Linked DNA regions of Sus scrofa: region 1 is linked to region 2. Evidence: chromatin contacts called from public Hi-C data. All regions are on one chromosome and are shown on one strand. The core of a region is the stretch at or near the end of the contact, and the rest is flanking DNA. Distances in the headings are between cores, read along the strand shown.

What was found. Hi-C and Micro-C count contacts between places; a contact is called where the count stands out from the background.
Region 1: a contact with region 2 is called in a Hi-C map of embryonic fibroblasts, with 2.1 times the contacts expected there. The contact joins the promoter of PFDN5 here to the promoter of ITGB7 in region 2. A contact is called at or near these places in 5 of 5 promoter capture datasets (fetal liver, fetal skeletal muscle, liver and 1 more), 30 of 47 Hi-C or Micro-C datasets (adipose tissue, alveolar macrophages, blood and 14 more) and 2 of 2 datasets of contacts at active chromatin or transcription factors (alveolar macrophages and skeletal muscle).

Annotation. Positions count from the first base shown.
Region 1 is chr5:18,510,581-18,513,889 of Sscrofa11.1, reverse strand. PFDN5 (prefoldin subunit 5) reads right to left here and starts at 1,253. Exons shown (of 6, transcript XM_005652565.3): 1 at 1,100-1,253; 2 at 791-893; 3 at 454-485. The coding sequence starts at 1,171.
Region 2 is chr5:18,433,114-18,436,281 of Sscrofa11.1, reverse strand. It overlaps ITGB7 (integrin beta-7), which reads left to right and starts at 1,906. Exons shown (of 16, transcript XM_003355416.5): 1 at 1,906-1,998; 2 at 2,170-2,334. It overlaps RARG (a long non-coding RNA gene), which reads left to right. Exons shown (of 9, transcript XR_002343956.1): 9 at 1-15.

The DNA of each region.
Region 1 (3,309 bases), core at 4-2,503, 78 kb before region 2:
TTGTCTCTATATCCTCTCTTCTTCCACTGCTTCTGTTTTCTAAGTTATTAGTAAAAAGGGTAGGGAGCTCCTGCTGCGGTGCAGCAGGTTAAAGACCCAGTGTTGTCTCTGAGGTGGCTCAGATTCAATCCCTGGCCCCGGAACTTCCACATGCTGCGGGTGAGGCAAAAGAACCCAAAAAACAAGTCAAAAGTGTAAACCACCAGTTTTATCTCCCTATTAGATTATATCCTCAAACAGCGAAGGAAAAAAATCACACCTCAATTCTACATACACCTTGGTGCTCACCAAACATTAGCTGGATGTTGGCTCCAATGAGATAGCAGAGCTACGAAGTGTGTACTGAGTATTCTCAGAATCTCTGGAGCAATTAGAACCTCTGCCCTTTTTTGCAGGGTAGGGGGTGAAGGAGAAAAGGAGTGGGCGGGGAAACAGTTCCTGCAGAAAGGATACAGAACTCGTCAGTGGGACGAGTAATTCTTTCCCTGTGAAAGCAATTAAGACAGACATGTAGGGAAGGTGGACTTCTCCAGCCTTTACACGTTCAAGGGAGTTTCAGCACCGCACAGCGCCCAGAGACTGTGCGATAAGTATGGAAATAGGGGCAACAGGAGAAGAATGTCCTGTACATTTCAAGTCTACCAAGGCAACATGCAAAGGGCTCCTGCAGCAGTATGCAATACGTAAAGGACCGTTCTCTCGTCTCAGATAAGGACAACTGGATAAGGAAGAGAGAGGAAAAGCCGGCTCGCCCCAACCCCCAGCTTGCCTTCACGCGCCTACCGCATACCCTCGTTGCTCTTGTTCAGCACGTTCAGACAGTCCTTGGCTTCCACATACTTGGTCTGTACCACCTTGAGCTGGGCAATGGACGTGGACAAGAACTCCACTTCCTAGAGAGAAGAGGAATGAGGGTTAGTACGGGGGCTGGTGGGAGAGGAGGGCACCGCCGGGAAGGGGCGGGTGCTGGGACCGAGTCGGGGTTTTGCCTGGGAAGGGAAACCTCCTCCCTCGGCTGGGGAAGAATGGGGAGCGAGGGAGTACGCGTGGCGGGAAGGAAGTGAGGTGGAAAGGGGTGTCTTTGGGGGCCTATTCCCACCTGGTCCAGCTGGTTCTTGAGCATTTCCAGCTGCGGCAGATTCAGCTCGGTAATGTTAACCGACTGCGCCATGTTGGGAAGGAGGACTAACGAAGCGGAAGCCGCCGGGTGAGCAACGCTCTAGCCGTCCTCTGCGCCTCTCGATGGCTACGCCGGGAGGCCTCGCTGCCCCCGACATCTCTATGGTCTTCCGTCCGGGAGCGGAGGAAGAGCTGGGTCTTCTCTGTGATTTACTTGCGTTGGAGTGGAAGAGACAGCGGCGCTTTCTTTTTTAAAGACCGAACTGGAGGCATATGGAGGTTCGTAAGCTGGGGGTCGAACTGGAACTGCAGCTACCGGCTTAAGCCACAGCAGCGCGGGATCCGAGCTGTGTCTGCGACCTACACCACAGCTCACTGCAACGGCCGATTCTTAACCCACTTAAATAAGGACTGGGATCGAGCCCGCAACCTCATGGATACTAGTCCGGTTCCTTATCGCTGAGCCACGATAGGAACTCCCAGGAGCGCTTTCATTACACAAAACATCCCAAGCCTAGCGTCGACAAGTTGCAGCAAACAGGATTCCTGTGAATTTAAGAATCTTTTTTTTTTTTGTCTTTTTGTTGTTGTTGTTGTTGTTATTGTTGTTGTTGTTGCTATTTCTTGGGCCGCTCCCCGCGGCACATGGAGGTTCCCAGGCTAGGGGTTGAATCGGAGCTGTAGCCACCGGCCTACGCCAGAGCCACAGCAACGCGGGATCCGAGCCGCGTCTGCAACCTACACCACAGCTCACGGCAACGCCGGATCGTTAACCCACTGAGCAAGGGCAGGGACCGAACCCGCAACCTCACGGTTCCTAGTCGGATTCGTTAACCACTGCGCCACGACGGGAACTCCTGAATTTAAGAATCTTAAAAAGAGTTCCCGTCGTGGCTCAGCAGAAACGAGTCTGGCTAGCATCTATGAGGACGCTGGTTCGCTCCCTGGTCTCGCTCAGCGGGTTAAAGATCCAGCATTGCCTGTGAGCTGTGGTGTAGGTCTCAGACGCGGCTGGGATCCCACGTTACTGTGGCTGTGGTCCGCAGCTACAGCTCCAATTTGACCCTTAGCCTGGGAACCTCCAAATGCTGCGGGTGCGCCCCCAAAAAGACCAAAAAAAAAAAAAAGTAAACCATGTGGGTGATATAAACCCTAGTGACAACTGGCAAGGAAGGAAGAAGCTTGTTAAGTTCTCTGGTCGTAAAAGGAGGCTTTGGGCAGATGAAGCGGGACTAGAGATGGAGTGGAGATGAGTGGGTGGAGAGAACACAAAGGAGGTACCTCATCAACCAACAAACACAGCAACAGGTTTGTTACTCAATAGTGTTACCATGTGCTAGAAGTGAGGAATACTGCTAAAGTGTATAGCACTGACAGCTTTAACAGTTGTATGTGGGGAGAACAGCAGCCTCTAGCATCCAGTTAGAAAGGGGACAGGACAACTGAGGCATTACAGCTAGTGTCACTCCCCAGATTCTGGAGGGCAGGAACACAGGATAGACATCAGAGTACCTGGCCAAGACTCTCTCTCGCTCTTTTTTTTTTTGTCTTTTTTTTTAGGTCCGCACTTGCAGCATAATGGAAAAGCTGTAGCCACAGCTGAGCCACACCTGCAAGCTACATTGCGACTCAACAGCAACACTGATCCTTAACCCACTGAGCAAGGCCAGGGATCCACCCTGTGTCCTTATGGATACTAGTAGTTAGGTTCATTACCAAGACACAAGGGGAACTCCTCTTTTTTCTTTGGCTGCACCTGTGGCATATGAAGTTCCTGGGGCAGGAATTGAATCCAAGGGGAGGGGCCTTGACTACACCACAGATGCAGCAACACCAGATCTTTTTGACCCACTGGGCCAGGCCAGGGATCAAACTCTCAACACAGCAAAGACAACACCCAATCCTTAACCAGCTGTTCCACAGCAGGAACTCCAAGGCACTCGATGGATTTCTCTCTACCTTTCCTTGGACCTTTGTACCCATACACTGAATTTGTATGCTCCTCTCTCCCTCAGCTTTGTCTGCTGAGGCCAAGCCAGGCCCAGCTTTGTCCCATGGTTTTACGTTCTTTCCAACAATCTCAAACACTTTTTGCTTTTCAGGGCCACACCTGTGGCATATGGAAGTTCCCAGGCTAGGGGTCGAATTGGAGCTGCAGCTGCTGGCCTATACCACCGCCACAGCTATGCC
Region 2 (3,168 bases), core at 657-3,156:
AGTGATGGAAACTCACGGGCTGTGGCTCCCTCTAGGAAGAAGCAGGGGAAATGGCCCGCCGACCCGGAGAGGGACTGGCGAGGAGGGTGGATTCTGCAGCTTTCTTAGGGGAACTAAGGAAACAGAATGCAACCTATCAGGTGGGGGAAAGGGAGCCTCTGGTTGTGCATAAGTGCAGTGGGTATCTGCTCTTCTCTGGGGGCGGCGGGGAGGCTGGGGATGCCATTGAAATTTCATTTGATTTCCATGAGGTGTCCCCCTGACCCCCCCGGGCCCCAGAAGAAAAGAACCCCAGCATGCATCTGAGTTACAGTGTTTCTGTTTTATGCCAATAGCTCAGGCTGTGAGCCACTCACTCTGTGACCCCACTTTCACCTTCTGAAAAGGCCCCACCCTTCTCCCCATGACACCCCCCCTGTTACCTTTGGTCCTAATAGCTCTCCTTGCCCTGCATGCCTTAACCTCTGCAACACCCCAGTGTCAGCCCCACTGCCTTTGGCCTCTGCCCCTGTGCCCCTGGACTTGCCCCCTGTGACTCCCATCAGCATCTATCCCACCCCGCCCACCTTCCTCCCTGGGACAGTGGCCTACCTGCCCTCGGCTGTCTTCACCGGCTGTCTTCACCGGTGACCTGTGCCTGTGGGGGAGGGAGGTGGAGGATGTGGGAGAAGGGGAGGAGTGGGAAAAGCAGAAGAAGAAAGTGAAAGAAGCTCTAGAGGAAACCACAGGGCCTATGGGGAAGGAGGGGTCATTGCCATGGCAACCTTGCTTGTGGGGGAAGGGCAGAGGTCTCAGAGCCAGAGGCCTGGCTGAAGCCCACCCAGAGAAAGGACCCCCTTCTCTCCAGGGGCTCCTCCAGCAGCTACCCTCCTACACCCCATATGATGGGCCCTGAACACCTGCTGGGGGACAGGGCGCCGTGGCCTCTTAGCAGGGAAGACAGACCTGTGGACACAGCCATCACATCCAGTTCCTTTCCAAAACTCCCTGTGGTCAAGTGTGGGCCTCAACCCCTTGGCCCTGTGGGCCTTCTCCCTGACCCACTCCAGCTGCCAGACCGGTGCTCAGCTTCAGCCAGTTTGCCGCCTCCACCCCTGTCTTGGGGTCCACTACCGTTCTGGCTCCTTGGCTCCCCAATCGCGTTCTCTGAGCCTGGCCCTGGGCCTGTCTCTCCAACTTTCCAGTTGTCTGGACCTTGATTCCCTCAAAGCCTCCCGCCCCCATTACTTCTCGTCCACCGACTGACTTATTGAACCCTTCGTAAGTGCCACGTTCTCCTCTAAGCAATCAGTACAAATTCCCTCATTTACTTCTCACAACCATCCTATGAGTGCCACTTGACCGATGAGAAAAGAGCCACAGGCACAGTAAGCAACTGACTAGGTCCCCACTACCCATGAGTAACAGAGCCAGGATTGGAACTTGGGGCCTTTGGCCCCAGAGCCCACAGAGCTGAGCACCCGTTGCAAGACAGTGGTTTTCAGAATGAACAATAGTCGCTAACCTCCCGCCACAGGACTTCTTGCCTCCAAATTTTTTCTTCCTTATCACGGTCCTATATGAGGAAGTGGAGATACTATCAATTTGGGAGGCAGGCAGACCTCGATTTAAATCCAGACCAGCTAATTGCTGCCTATGTGACCTTGGGCAAAATTCTTCGTATTGCTAAACCTCTACGTCTGTAAAATCAGGGGGCTGCGAGGAGGTTCACACCTATGTCCGAAAATTGTTGTGACGATTAATTCTAACATTTCGATGCACCTGGCACATAACAGGGGCTCCGCAGATGAGCTTCCTTGCTTCCTTCTTCCAGACACCTGTATCTTCAACTCCCTCGGCCCAGTTTCACCCTTATCTGCTCCACCTTCTAGATCAGTCACCCCCACCACCCTCCAGTCTCCCCCACCCGGGGCGTGTCACTTCCTCCTCTGCAGCCTCCCAGATCAGTACACAAAGGCTGCCGCTACCACCGGAGGAAGGGCTGCTCCTCATCCACCTGTGAGTACCAGGGCCTAAGCCCTCCTGCCTCCTCTCCTTCCCAGCCAGGCCCCACCTGGTCCCACCCTCCTGGGAAGAGGGCTCTCACCTGAAGACACTCCGTTGAGTCTGGAGAAAGCCTCTGAAGTCCTTTCTGCATCCCAAGATCTCCTGTCTCTGTTCCTTCCTCAGAAGCACTCCCCCTCCCGCGCCTCCCCCCAGCCTCTGCTCCCCCCTCCCATCTCTTTTACATTCGTTTCCCACTGGAGAGAGGAAAAGGAGGAAGGGGATGCCTGAGTGCTAGCATTTGCCTGCTGCCCAGCATTTGCCTGCTGCCCCGGTGCCAAGGATTACAAGGTAAGGGTCTCCCAATATTACTCCCCAGCTGCCTATTGCCTGGTGCTTGGCTCAGACCTCCATTCCGTCGGCACCTTGGTCACAGAGCCCACACTCCTGGGAGACCGTGGCTCAGAGGCTTGGTTCTGCCCCCTCCTTGTGATTCTGGGTGGGCAGCAGAGGATGCCGTCTGACTTGAAAGATCTGGATGGGTCCGGAAGACATTCTGTTTCTCAGCAGCTGAGGGGGCTTTAGGGTGTGTACTGAAGTCAGAATGAAGTCCAGGAAAATTGTCAACCCCAGAGGGAGGGAAGGAAAAACTGGCCAAGACCTCGAGGAAGGAGAAAGGCGAGGAGCTAGAGCCCACAGGGGCTGGTGGGGAGAAGGCACAATTTTCCATGAAGATGGTGCCTGGGTTGGATGGGGAGGAAAGCAGCCAAGCAAGAGGTCTGGCCTATGTCAGTCCCTGCTCAGCTCAAGGTCACTGGAGGACCTTGGACAAGTCACTTACCCACTCTGGGTTTCCCGTTGCAAAAAAAGGGGGGTTGAAAGAGAAGGTTCTGCCATTCTATGGCTAGGATCAGAGGGGAAAAGGAAGAAAAACAAAGAACTCAAGTTCCCGTCATGGCTCTGTGGTTAACGAATCTGACTCGGAACCATGAGATGGCAGGTTCGATCCCTGGCCTCGCTCAGTGGGTTAAGGATCCAGCATTGCTGTGAGCTGTGGTGTAGGTTGCAGACGCAGCTCGGATCTGGCGTTTTTGCTGTGGCTCTGGTGTAGGCCGGTGGCTAAAGCTCCAATTAGACCCCTAGCCTAGGAACCTCCATATGCCTTGGGTGCGGCCCTAGAAAAGA